Regions from separate parts of the Sus scrofa genome. Here region 1 is linked to region 2. The links are chromatin contacts, called in public HiChIP or PLAC-seq maps. All regions are on one chromosome and are shown on one strand. The core of a region is the stretch at or near the end of the contact, and the rest is flanking DNA. Distances in the headings are between cores, read along the strand shown.

Evidence for each region. HiChIP or PLAC-seq counts read pairs in DNA pulled down with a chosen protein or histone mark.
Region 1: a contact with region 2 is called in an H3K27ac HiChIP or PLAC-seq map of alveolar macrophages. The contact joins two enhancer-like sites. A contact is called at or near these places in 1 of 47 Hi-C or Micro-C datasets (blood) and 1 of 2 datasets of contacts at active chromatin or transcription factors (alveolar macrophages).

The regions. Positions count from the first base shown.
Region 1 is chr10:66,468,391-66,474,898 of Sscrofa11.1, reverse strand. No RefSeq gene overlaps it. Among named protein-coding and RNA genes, the nearest start is that of KLF6, 17 kb to the left of the region's middle. Within about 2 kb of position 2,653, at least 53 of the 83 cell types and tissues checked have an H3K27ac peak or open chromatin away from gene starts, as enhancers often do. A contact at or near this core is called in alveolar macrophages, where this site is marked.
Region 2 is chr10:66,340,092-66,346,617 of Sscrofa11.1, reverse strand. It overlaps LOC106507922 (a long non-coding RNA gene), which reads left to right and starts at 1,061. Exons shown (of 3, transcript XR_002336441.1): 1 at 1,061-1,316. Within about 2 kb of position 4,592, at least 2 of the 83 cell types and tissues checked have an H3K27ac peak or open chromatin away from gene starts, as enhancers often do. A contact at or near this core is called in alveolar macrophages, where this site is marked.

The DNA of each region.
Region 1 (6,508 bases), core at 1,404-3,903, 130 kb before region 2:
CCACCCCGGGCTTCCCTCCAAAAGCATCCTTACGTTGTGATGATCCACATCTTATTTGCATTCAGGAGAATTCTAGCCCCGCGTCTACCCTGCTGCCTGTCCGCGTTAAGGAAGTGTTTGCTCTGGGCTGTAAAGAATGAGTAACTGGGCGAGACCCCGCTGTCCGGCCACCCGGAGCCCAAGGTGGCCTCCTGGGAGAGGTGCGCACAGCTGAGTCAGACTCGGGGTGACCGGCAGCTGATGGAGCTGATAGTGCGACACTCCTGGCTCCTTCTGTGCTTTGTGAACGCTGTTTAAAATGCTGCTGCCTCACGACGGCGGAAAATACGTGTGACTCCTCGTTGCTCCTGAAGCCTGGTGGGGGGTGTGGACACTGGAGAATGGCTCTGGCACCGGGCACAGTCTGGGGAGGCTGCAGTGGGCTCATCTGAGGTTTCCGTCTGTTTAGGAACCATGGGTCCATCCTTGCTTTTAGGAATAATTTGGATCTCTGGCTCCCATGCAGAACCGAAGAAATCCAGTCTACACCTGAATTGCCTAATCTCACTGAGAGCTGTGGGCTGGCCTAGAACTGGGGCAGTTGTGTCCTTCTTTGGCTCAAATTAAAGCAACAGTCAGCTCATCCAGTGGTTTCTGGCCGTGCCTGCTGCCTCCAGGCCCTCTCCCGGCCTGTTCCCTCTGGGCAGCGTCAAGGGACCGTGGAGGGACAGGGGTCTACATGGCACTCTCATTTCCTATCCTACAGTCTCAAAATCCCTCCAGGCTGAACCGCTTAGCTGGGAGTCTAAGCTGCAAGCTTTCCAATGCCCCAGCCCCTGCGGTTAGGTTAGCGCTGCTGCTCACCCCTCGACTTCCAGGCCTAGAAAGCCGTAAAGAGCGGTGGATCCGCATCTTCTCTGCTGTCTTATCTCCCATGACCCTGGCTTTGCTCAGACTTCCCTTCCCAGGAGCATCCTTCCTCCCCCGATGGCTTCGTGCCCCCCATCCCTGGTCCCACAGCACTTCTCCTCTGCGTGTCTGCAGCGCCCTGAGGCTCATGAGCTGCGGGTTGATGACTGTCACGTCTGTGGCTGTGGCGCCTGTACGGCCGTCTTCAGTGAAGGGTGTCTGAGGTTTCCCTCCCTCCCAGCGCACCCGGGGACCCATGGTTTGGTCAAAAGAGCTTCCCAATGTGAGACCACGAGCCAGCCTTGCTGTGGTCTCGGTTCCCTCATCTGTGGCCTGGGGATGCTCAGACTCATTTCATAGATTCTCCCGGTCTGCAGACCGAGGGTGCCTCCCGCCAGCTCCTGACACCCCTGGGAAAACGGCTCATTCTGTCTCCCAGGAGAGCTCCTCAGAGGGGTGGTTCTGCCCATCTGTTAAGAGTAGCACCAGGAGTTCCCGTCATGGCTCAGCAGGTCAGGAACACAACAAGTGTCCATGAGGATGTGGGTTCGACCCCTGGCCTTGCTCAGTGGGCTAAGGGTCTGGTTATTGCTATGGCTGTGGCGTAGGCCAGCAGCTTCAGCTCCGATTTGATCCCTAGCCTGGAACGTCCATATGCCAGGGTGCAGCCCTAAAAAAATCACCCCCAAAGGAAAAACAAACAGCGGAAACAAGAAATAAGAGTAGCCCCATCCAGGGGCTATTGCTAGTGTTTCAGATTTGGGGTTCTGAACGGTATGCAGTCACGTTGCTCGCCTCTGGACCCTGAGCCCCCCCGGGCCCCGCCAGACAGACAAGCCAGAACTGGGCATCTTGGCAAACAACGAGCCTCTGTGTCTGTTGCGGTGGTTGTCCACACTGATGCTACTTGGGGGCCCGGTCTTCCTCGTCATCATCTACTTGGTGCTTCCTGGCTCCGAAAGGGCAGCCCCCGTCACGGCCGGGGCTTGTCCACGGTCTGGGTCCAAGTTGACCCAGTGACAGTCACCTTCAGAAGAAAAAAACAGAACAAACACACTAGAGCTTAAAAACACGGTTTCCCCTTCAGAACTGATTTTCAATCTTTTTGGGCAAAAAGAGACGTCTTACAACATTTTAATTTGTTTTTCTATGTGACATTGAGGAAATGAGATTCATGTAGTGACACGAATTACTGGGGGAAGACGGGGGTCAGGAAGAACATTCGCGTGTGAGTGTGTGTGTGTGTGTGTCCCATCCACTCCTCTATGCTCGGAATGAAATGGTTCTTGGAACCCCGGGTAGAGCCCCTCCCAGACGCACTGAAGGAAGTGCATGGCTCTGTGTGTCCCTAAGCACATTAGCAGATGTGCCTGTCCCGTCGTGGAGGGGCTGGCAGGGAGAGCTTTGGCTGCGGGTGTGGAACACACACTCGGCAGCACATGGTAAAACTTCCCTTCGTGTCACAAGGGGCAGAGCGTTTTGAGGGGCTCCTTTGGGCTTGTTCTGAGGGCCAGACGAGCTGGCAGCCGGGGAGGCTGGGGCAGGCTGGCTGCCGGGGTGATTCTACGTGGCCGTGGCCGTGCTCCGGGGATACCCGAGGAACTAGTCTTCACGCCGGGCCTGTAAGAACCAGCAGCTTTGTTGCACGCTGCAGGCTGTGAGCTTCCCAGGCGTGGTCAGCCGGCCCGGCAGGAAACACACTCACAGGCGAACAACCTTCGGCACCCACTCCCGACTTTCAGTTCTGAGGACAGTGAGTTCCCGGTACAAGGGAGTGGAAGCTGATGTCACCACAAAGCTATTGCCTTGCTTTGCAATCAGCAAGTGCGTTCAAAGTCCTCCAACGGGCGCGCACACACACACACACACACACACACACACACACACACACACACGCTGAAAAGCGTGTTTCCCAGTAGTCAGGGGCAACTTTTTATAAACAGATGTTCCGAAGGCCAAGTAAACAAAATACAAAAACATGCACGGTTCCGTTCAAGAATGCCGCCGGCAGTTACGTGTGCGCTGTGACCCTATTTTCGCTCACCGCTTTCCCGGAAGATGTTGTGAGGAATGAAATCCAAAATTAGCTCTAGGCCAAGAGTGAGTAATTTCAACAGGCACTCTGCAATGGCTTGTGCGCTTTGGAGCCATATATGGGTGAAAGTAACCATTTCAACAGGAAGCAGAAAAAAAAAATAAAAGGAAAACTTTTTGCACAAAACAGAAAAATTCTTAAACTTTCATCTGTGAAAGTGTTCAAATTCCCAAGGCGTGCGGAGTGAAACTCCAGGTAGTTTTTAAATTTGTTTTTATAAAATGTATTTGAAATGCTTCACTAACTTTCAGGGCAGAATCAGGAAACGTTGCTTCCATTAATTATTATTAAATGGTTGGCTAGCGTTTCACTTCTGTGTATGTTCTCTTTCTCATAACTAAAAACTAGTGAACATTTAATTGAATTTTGATGATAATCTTAATAGCATCATCGTACATTTACTCCTTAAAGCAATTTCATGTTTGCAAATTGCTTTTGCATTCCTTTTAGCTAGTTACATAACTTACTTGCTCAAAGAGTAAAATTAAATTCCCACTAATGGAACGGGGTTTTTGCTTTTTCAGTGTAAACACAAATGTGTCAAGCAATGTAAGGAAAATGGCTTGTTTCGATATGGATTCGCCCGTCCTTATTACTAAGTGTCTTTCGGTTTCTGTCAGACCTCAAGCTGCCTGCCTGGGCATCGGGGTGGGCATGGCAAAGGAGTTCTGAGAGAGGGCACTTCCTGGCAGGCCCTCCGTTGATTTCATCATCTAGACTCTCGCCCGCTGATCCCCGTGACAGCCAGGTCAGCATCAGGTCAGAGTCCAGAAGGGGTTCCTCTCTTGGTATTTGGAAGGACCTTGCAGGGGTCCCCCATATTTAATAATCACCTGGACGGACGCATCGATTTCCAAAGAGCATGCCACTGCGGAACAGCAGCCCAGGGGAGAAGCTCGATAAGTGCCCTCTTGACTGGGCACTGAAACTCTTAGTAAGAAACTCCTGGTGTCCAGAGCCGTAGAGGCACACTCCACTCTGGGTAAACTCTTAAAGAACGGCTACGCGTGAGAGTTATTATTATTATTATTATTATTATTAACCTTTTAAAGACATAAAACCCATCTCTCTGCAGGGCTCCTGTGCTTAGGCTCAGCCTCCAGGCGGCCAACCTCAGGGTGGGGCTGCGGTGGGAAGGCCGCGGGAGGCACAGCGAGCTGGGCTGTTGTCCTGGGGAGGTGCTGCGGGCTCCTTGCAGGCAGAGGTCGGTTATGGGACTTTAGCAGCAGATTTCAGCACCCTGCTCTTATCTCTTTGCCATCAGTTTTGTCAAAATGTTAAAAATCACCTATCTGGAGACACCGTGTGGAGGAGAGAGGGGACCTTTGTTTAGGTAGGAGCGTCCTCCTAACTCAGCCCAGCAACCTTTCCCTTTGAAGATCAGCCCCTTGCCCCCCTGGAGATGCCTCTGGGGCCGCAGTGCTGAGAGCCTCAGGAGGTTCCGAGATATTTTGAGGACTTTAACCTCCAACCGGTGTCCGCGTCCAGCCCTCCTCCTCCACCGTGGGTGGGTCGGGAGAGGTGCCCTAGGCCATCCAGCCTGCAGCTTCTCTGCCACCCAAACGCGTCTCCCCGGAGGGTTCTTCCCTTAACTCCTCTCTGCCGACACTTTTCCCAGCTGTGTGGACAGTGGCTGCCCGGAGGGCATCCCCGCTGAAGACAAGGCACCTTCCTCAGGCCCCCACCCGGGTTCTCCTTGAACCGCGTCTCCCGCTTGGAATAGGCCAGATGGGGGCGTGCTCCGTGGCTCGTGGAATCTGTCCTGGTAAAATGTACAACTTACTGAACAAAAACCTCTGCTTAAAAAAAGAGATTTTCCTTGTATTCTTCGATTCTACAAAGAGGCAGAAGTGGAAAAAAAATGTCCTGAGAATTGGAGTTTCCCCCCAATTTATTTTCTTAAAGTTAAAAAAAAAACTGAGATACAATGGACCTATAACATTCCGCTCTGTACTGGCTTCAGAGGTGCAGTGTAATGAGCTGATCCGTGTGTATACTGCAACGTGAGAGCCACAACTAAGTCCGGTTATCATCCGTCAGCATCCACCATGACAGATTTTGTTTTCGTGTGATGAGAACTTCCAAGACCCCCTCCCAAAGCGACTTTCCAATATACAGTAGTCACAGGTGTAATACTTGAGTTCTTCTTCTAGACGGAGAAATCATCATTTCTGAAATTCAAGTCCCAAAGGCAAATAATTGGGACCTTCTTAGCTGGTATGTAGCATATACTTTCGAAAGTAGGGGTCCTGTATTCATGACACCGGTGATTAGGAGAGTCCCGCACGGATGCAGCCATTCTTCCCACCTGGAGTCAAAAGAAAAAATCTATCACACAGACTCATCGGCAAATATGTACTGGGCGTTTTTGAGTGAGTGGCAATTGCAGATCCCCTGGGATCCCAAAGTACACATGACCTGCTGGCTCCTGGTTGTGCTGGCAAACGGGCCCCTTCCCTGTGCTGGTCACCTGGCATCGTGCAGATGGTTATCAGGACATTTCAAATGCCATCCTCCTCTACATCGGTGGCTTGGGTTTGTTTTATTGACACAGCCCCCCCCCATCACCATAGTAACCCTTCTCATTCCTGCAATAATTCTCCTCCGGGATAATACGGTGCTTTGGGAGGGCTGAACAGAATTCGTGTGGGGCTGGGTTGTAATGTGAGAAAGCCACCCCTCTCTGAAATTCTGTCATGGTTGGGACTCTACTCGTAGTGTGTGTGACCTCAGATTCCTTAAACACGGATATTGCTGGGCTTTACGATAAATATACTTGTGGGCATTAATTAATTTTGTTTATTTATTGACCTAAAATTTTTTTGGCCTTGCCCATGGCATGCAGAAGTTCCTGGGCCAGGGGTCAAACCCACACGACAGTAGCGACCTGAGCCACAGCAGGGACAAGGCTGGATCCTTCCTCCGATGAGTCACCAGGGAACTTCTATAAACACTAATTTTTAAAAAATCTTTGTGAACATCAATTAATTAAAATAAACTTTCCCGTACATCTAAAAGTATAGGAAAGAACAGCAGTGTTTCTTTCCCTTTTATTTATGATTCCTGTTTGAGCTTTTTTTTTTTTTTTTTCTGCTTTTTGGGGCGGCGCATGTGGCCTATGGAGGTTCCCAGGCTATGGGTTGAACCGGAGCTTTAGTGGCTGGCCTGCGCCACAGGCACAGCAATGCAGGACCTGAGCTGCATCTGCGACGTACACCTGAGCTCATGGCAACACCGGATCTTTAACCCACAGAGCGAGGCCAGGGATCAAAAACACATCCTCATGAATACTAGTCGGGTTCGTTACTGCTGAGCCATGGCGGGAACTCCTTTCTTGTTTTGTTTTGTTTGAGCTGTTTATTTACAGAATGGGCTTGAGGTTGACTCGAAACTCAAAGGTGGACTCACCAGGACACCTGTTCTAGAGCTCTGACGGGCTTACCTGCCATCTGGGCTCCTGGATCAGCTCCTTCTCGACTTGCGTGGAGGACTGGGGGGCATCAGCGTATTCCCCGTAGATGCTGT
Region 2 (6,526 bases), core at 3,343-5,842:
TTCTCTCCTGGATACTAGTCAGATTGGTTTCCGCTGAGCAATGACGGGAACTCCAGGAAATAGATTCTTGGTCCCTTTTCTTTTCTAAGAGTTTTTTCCTCCCAGGTATCCTCATTGAAATCTATGGCTCTGAAAAACATCATTATGCAAATGAATTGTTGTTTGCCTTTCTAGTTAAGACCTGTCTTATGAGCTCCGGACTCATGAACCCCCTGCGTACTTGAAATCTCTGCTGGGCTAACAGTGCACGGTGTAGTTTGGAGACACTCTCAAGCAAAGACATGAGCAAATACATGAACAGAATAGGAGCTTCTCCGTCCTCTCTTCCCCGGTCATCAGACCCACCCTGCTCTGGTTCTTCAATCTCCAAACTTGCAAGCTAGCCTTAATGCCTTACTTCCATTTATTTTCCATACCTAGTTGAGTACCATTTCTGGGGATGCTACCAAATATTCCACCCTTCTTCGTCTCTCCTTCTAGCTCCCCAGTATGAGAGACCCTTCCTTTTCACAGGAGCTGACCTTCTGACTCTCTAAATTCCTAACTGGTTCTAGTTGCCTTAGCTCATTCATTCATTCCTGCAGCTGCATTTCACTCATTCAATTAATTAACCCATATTTATGCAGCGCTGATCATGGTTCTGACATTATTCTGGGTGGAAGGTGTAGAACCATGTAGGAGACACGTCCGGCTCTTCAGTTGATTGTATTCTAGTGCAAGGAAATCGCAGAACAAGCGAGCAAATACCCAATGAATCAACACCAAGGCATTGATGAGGGCTTCGAAGGAAAAGAAAGACTAGAAAGGGGAGTTCCCTGGTGGCACAGGAGGTTAAGGGCCTGGCGTTGTCACTGCTGTGGCTGGAGCTGCAGCTGTGGTGCGGGTGTGACCTCGGCCCCGGTACGTCCGCATGTCTTGGGGGCAGCAACAACAACAACAACAAATCCTGGAAAGGATGGCAGGCGGTGATGGAGGATGGGTGTCCAGGACGGTGTCCAGGGAGGTTTTTGCTGAGGAAACGGAGGGGGAGGCACGTGGCTGTCCAGAGGAAGACAGCTACGAGCAGAGGGCGGAGCATGTTCCTGAGTCACTGTGCAGACTTTGGGTTTTATTCCAAATGGATGGGACGGGATATTTTGAGCAGAAGAGCTGCGTTGCCCAGAAGGACTGGTTGGCTGGTGGATAAAGAAGCTCCTCATTCTCTACGAACAGGTCAAGCAGCCCTCCTTGGCCATGACGACGTTCCAGTGGAGGGACCTCTGTCCCCCCGAGGCCCTTCTTGCCACGACGTGACACCTTCTCTCCTTCGACCAACTGTGAGCTTCCTGAGACAAATCGCGAACTGGTCCCAGGACCGCAGGCGGCACCTGACCGTCAATGTCTTGGTTTTGCCAACTTTTTGTCTGGGCATTTTCTTCTCCTTTGGTCTTTCCGTTGTTCTTAGGCTCCTGCTGATGGATGTTTAAACTCCGTGGGAAATGTCTGGAGTTCCTGAGGCTGTGGTCACGGCCCCGGCTGCTTCTACTATCTAACCTGAGGTCCTCAGGCAGGAGTGGCCCAGAGAGGGTCTATGCTTCAGAATGACTCCTGGAGGGTCTAGGTTCTGTAAATCAGCTTCTTGGCCCAAAGTTTTCAGTCTCCTGTCAATGGTCTTGGCTTCTGTTTTATCTGTGTGTTTGTTAAGCCAACTCCAAATCGTTTTTTCTGGAAGGAGACGTTGTGCAGATAAGTAATAAGAAGCTATTCGAGGCCATATAAGTAAAATTGCATCCCTGTAAACGCTTTCTATCAGGGTTTAATTGTCATTGTTTCTACCTAAACCAACGTTCTACTTAACGTAATCTTTGTACAAAGTTTTCTGCTGCAAATTTGGAAGCATTTTCCAGCGACCGTCTCAGTACAAGATACGCGCTTTTCAAAAGCGCTGAAACGTTAGGACAGATTCTTTAGCAATTTTGCACAGATGTGTTTTGCAATGAGCAGTAGCCTGCCCTTCACCATGCATCTTTAAAGGAAGTGGTTTTGGTAGAGTAATTTCAGAAAAAAAAAAAAGAAAAAGCCCTTGCTCTAAATAATTACCAGCAGGTTTTTTTTTTTTTTTTTTTGTGGTGGAAAATGGAAATGAGAAGTATTTTAATGATTGTCTTTGGGTATATTAGCAGTATCTTTGTTTTATGAATTTATAGCCAACATCCAAAATAGCATATGCTATTATGGGAAGCATATGAATTATTTATATTTATCTTAAAATAGATAATCTTCTCCCCTGACCATAATCACCATTTATGATGCACATTTTTTGTCCACACTAGCTCATTTTAATAGGGGGATTATAAGACTCTAAACACCAGTGGATTTCTTTAATTACCATCCTATATTTTGAAAGAACTCCTATTAAGGAAAAAAACCCCTCTTTTTCATCTGCTAAAATATTTACAACAATTGATTAAACTTAAACCATTAAGTGAGCAGAAATAATAATAGTTTGAATTCTAGTCTCAAGGGAAAACAATGAAAGAGACACTGACTGTGGCTCGTCATGGGCCAGGTGACACCACAACTGGCCAGGGGGGTGTTACAGCTAGAATTCTATTTACTTTTGGCTTTTTCCTCATTCCAGTCTTTATTTTCGTTTAAGTGAACATCAGGCAGATTTGCATGTGGAGATGTTTAGTTTAGTTTTTTTTGTTTATTTCTTTTGTTTATGTCTTTTTAGGGCCGCACCTACAGTGTACGGAAGTCCCCAGGCTAGGAATCAAATGGGAGCTGCAGCTGCTGGCCTACACCACAGCCACAGCAACACCAGATCTGAGTCACCTCTGTGACCTACACCACAGCTCATGGCAGCGTCGGATCCTTAACCCACTGAGCAAGGCCAGGGATCAAACCTGCATCCTCATAGTTACAAGTCAGGTTCATTACTGCTGAGCCACCATGGGAACTCCGAGGTGTTTAGTTTGGATGGTGGTTATGGATGGATCCGGGCTGTTTATGTCGTGGACAAGGAGTTGGGAGATGGCCTTTCCTAATCTAGTTAAAGGCCAGCGAGAGACCCTGGGGGCAGCCAGCGGGCAGCAGTAGCCGGGAGCCTGGAGCTGAGGTCCATGGAAGCAGAGGTCTGTTTAGTGTTTCAAGGAAATTCGGCCTGGAAAACCTGAAGCAGTGAACTCAATCCCCAAGAACCACAGCAGAGGTTAGAAACTGTTCTTGCTGGACTGGTGGTTGTTTTTCTCCCTCAGCCCCAAGGTTTAGAAAAGACCCACAGCTGGCTGAAGCTGCCTGCCCGCTGGTCCATGGACGGGCCAGTGATGGACAGCCAGGTGCCAGGCAGGGAGCAGTGGGGACCGAAGAAAAACGATTGCGGCACGATACCGTCTCATCTCTCAGACCTTGGCCTTGGGAGGAAGAGGTGGCCGCTCGGTGGGCGGGGGATCTGCCTGGACAGGAGCTCGGGCAGGCCACCCTCCTGGGAGCCAGCCTCTCCGCCAAGGCTGCCAGCTGAGCCTCTTCACACGATTTCAAAAAGGAAATAGCTGTTCTTTTTCATCCATTTACCTTAGTTAACGATCACTTCTAGCTGTCTGGGACTCCGGTATTCATACATCTGCTCCTCTTGACAATGGCCTTCAGAGGTAGGATTTTTATGGTTAAAGCCTCTCTAATACAAACAAACCCCAACGAAATATCTACCCAATTGCTCTGGGATGGTGGAAGTCTAATGGATTGCATCCTGTCGCTGGGATCTGGCCGTGAATGGAGACGGAAAGTCTCTAATTCACAGTGGACTAACCACAAGCCCGCCTTTCCTCTTTCTTTCCCTTTGCAAAGTTTCCTTTTTGACCCAGAGGAAGGGGAATCATGTTGTATATACTCCAGGTATTCATTCTTTTTTTTCCCCCCCGAATCCGAATTTCTTTGTTTTCCTAAAATTTAGTATTTTCGATAGCATTTCTTGGGATTTTAGGGAGGTAGGTTGTTGAGGACAATTAAAAGGTTATTTACAAATTTATAAAAATGTGTAGAATTTAGTTCATAGCCATTGATAAGAAGGCCCTAATACAAACATAGCCGCAGAATGTAACCAGTTCATTCACATGTAAGGAAATACAACTAATCAGGAAACAGGCAGAAATTTTTCAGAATGGTTGTCTTGGTCAGGGTTCTCCCGAGAAACAGAACTGAAAGATGGGTGTGTGTGTGTGTGTGTGTGTGTGTGTGTGTGTAAGCAGGGAGATAGAGAGGTGGTAGATAAACACGTGTATAGTTGGTAGGTAGGTAGCTGGACAGATTGATTATAAGGAATCAGCTCCTGTGATTATGGAGGCTGGCAAGTCCCACGGTCTGCATGCTGTGTCCTCAAGCTGGGGACCAGGACAGCTGATGGGGTCCTTGTCCAAAGCTGTCAGTTTCCAGACCCAAGAAGAGCTGTCGTGCACGTCACGTCCGAAGGCAGGAAAAAGCCAGCGTCCCCAGTCAGAGGCCGTCAGGCAGAAGGATGCCCTCCCCCAGCAGAAGCTCAGCCTTTTGCTCTGTGTGGGCCTGTGACTGACTGGGGAGGCCCCCCTACCCATGCAGGGCAAAGTGCTCGGCTTGGTGCCCTGGTTACGTCATAAAGTCATCCGGAAACACCCTCACGGAAACCCCCGCAGTCATATCTGACCAAATCTGGGCACCCTGTGGCCCAGCCAAGTTGGCACATAAAATGAACCATCATGGTTGCTCTAAAGACTCACATTAAAAAGTAATGATCTCTCTTTCTGAACCTTTACTCTTTACAGTTAGAAAATGAGGACTCGGGGAGTTCCCGCCGAGGCTCAGTGATAACGAACCCGACTAACATCCATGAGACGGAAGGTTTGATCCCTGGCCTCGCAAAGCAAGGTCTACAGAACTGTTCCGTCTCTTGCATTCAAGGGCCCTTCCCAGTACCTCATTCACAAACATGGTCCCCAAACAATGCCACGTGGGTGAAGGATCCAGCATGGCTGTGGCTGTGGTGTAGGCCAGCGTCTACACTTTGGATGCGACCCCTGGTCTGGGAACTTCCAAATGCAGCCGGCACAGCCCTAAAAAGACAAAAAAAAAAAAAAAAAAAAGAAAGAAAGAAAAAGAGAACTCAGAGAGCGTTGCCTGCGTGAGCATAAATAAATACAAGCCTTGCTAACTTCAGGAAGCAAGTGGGCAAGAGTCTTAAATCTCCAAGGCTTTTGGTTCAGTATTCTTACTTTGGGGAGTCTTTCTAAGATGGTCATCTCAACACATGTGGAAAAAATAGATGCATGTCAAAATCTTTATCATGCTGTATTTATCATAGTAATAAAAATAAAGGAACTGGGGGTTCCTGCTGTGGCACAGCAGGTTAAGGATCTGGCGTTGCCACAGCTGTGCTGCAGGCTGCAGCTGGGCCTCGGATTCAACCCCTGGCCAGGGAAGGTCCCTCGCCACAGGTGCAGCCAAAAATAAATAAATAAAGGAAATGATCTCAGCTGTCAACACTCTAAAAATGAATGATTCCCTGTGACTCCTCTCGACAACAACATGGCAACGTTTCACGAAAATGTAAGGACGTGGGAAGTGCGGTATTGTAGTCATGACACCAAACATGTTTAGAAAGACTGAGAAGGCGCATCCCCCAAATATCAGCCAGCAGTTATTTGGGGCTGGTCAGTGTGCTCCCTCCTTTGTCTTTCGTTTGTTTTCATTAAAGACCAGAAGCTTGATGTGAGGACGCAGTTCCGTTCTGCTTCTTGTTTTCCTACTTAAATAATATACACAGCATAAAGCATGCGTCAAGTTTAGGGAATGCGACACAGATAAAGATTTTTTCAAAAATCCTTTACAGAATGTGTTTTAACTAGACCCAAACTGCTCTTGTCTAATTATTTCACGTGGCACTGTTTGGGGACCATGTTTGTGAATGAGGTACTAGGAAGGGCCCTTGAATGCAAGAGACGAAACAGTTCTGTAGACCTTGCTTTGCAGTTTATCTATGAACTGGGCCTTTACACAGACACAGATGTTAGAACATAAACTCATATCTGGAACACAGGGTAACAAATGCACATTACTCAAAACGCTTGCTTGCCCAACTCAGGACTAGAAGACAAGATGTTGCAAACTAAAAAAAGTGGTTTTTGGTTTTTGTCTTTTCTAGGGCCGAACCCGTGGCATATGGAGGTCCCCAGGCTAGGGGTCTAATCGGAGGTGTGGCCACCGGCCTATACCATAGCCACAGCAGTGCCAGATCCAAGCCATATCTATGGGCTACACCACAGCTCATGGCAACGCTGGGTCCTTAACCCACTGAGCGAGGCCAGGGATCAAACCTGAAACCTCATGGTTCCTAGTTGGACTCATTAACCACTGAGCCACAACGGGAACTCTGCGAACTAAAAAAATGTAAGTTGCAAATGCTGTATCAAAAATTTTTTTTGTCATTAGCTTGGCTTTAATATTCTCCCAGCCATAATCTTATTAAAATAGCAATACTTAGGCAGCTCGCTTTTTTCTAACTCACGGACTGTCC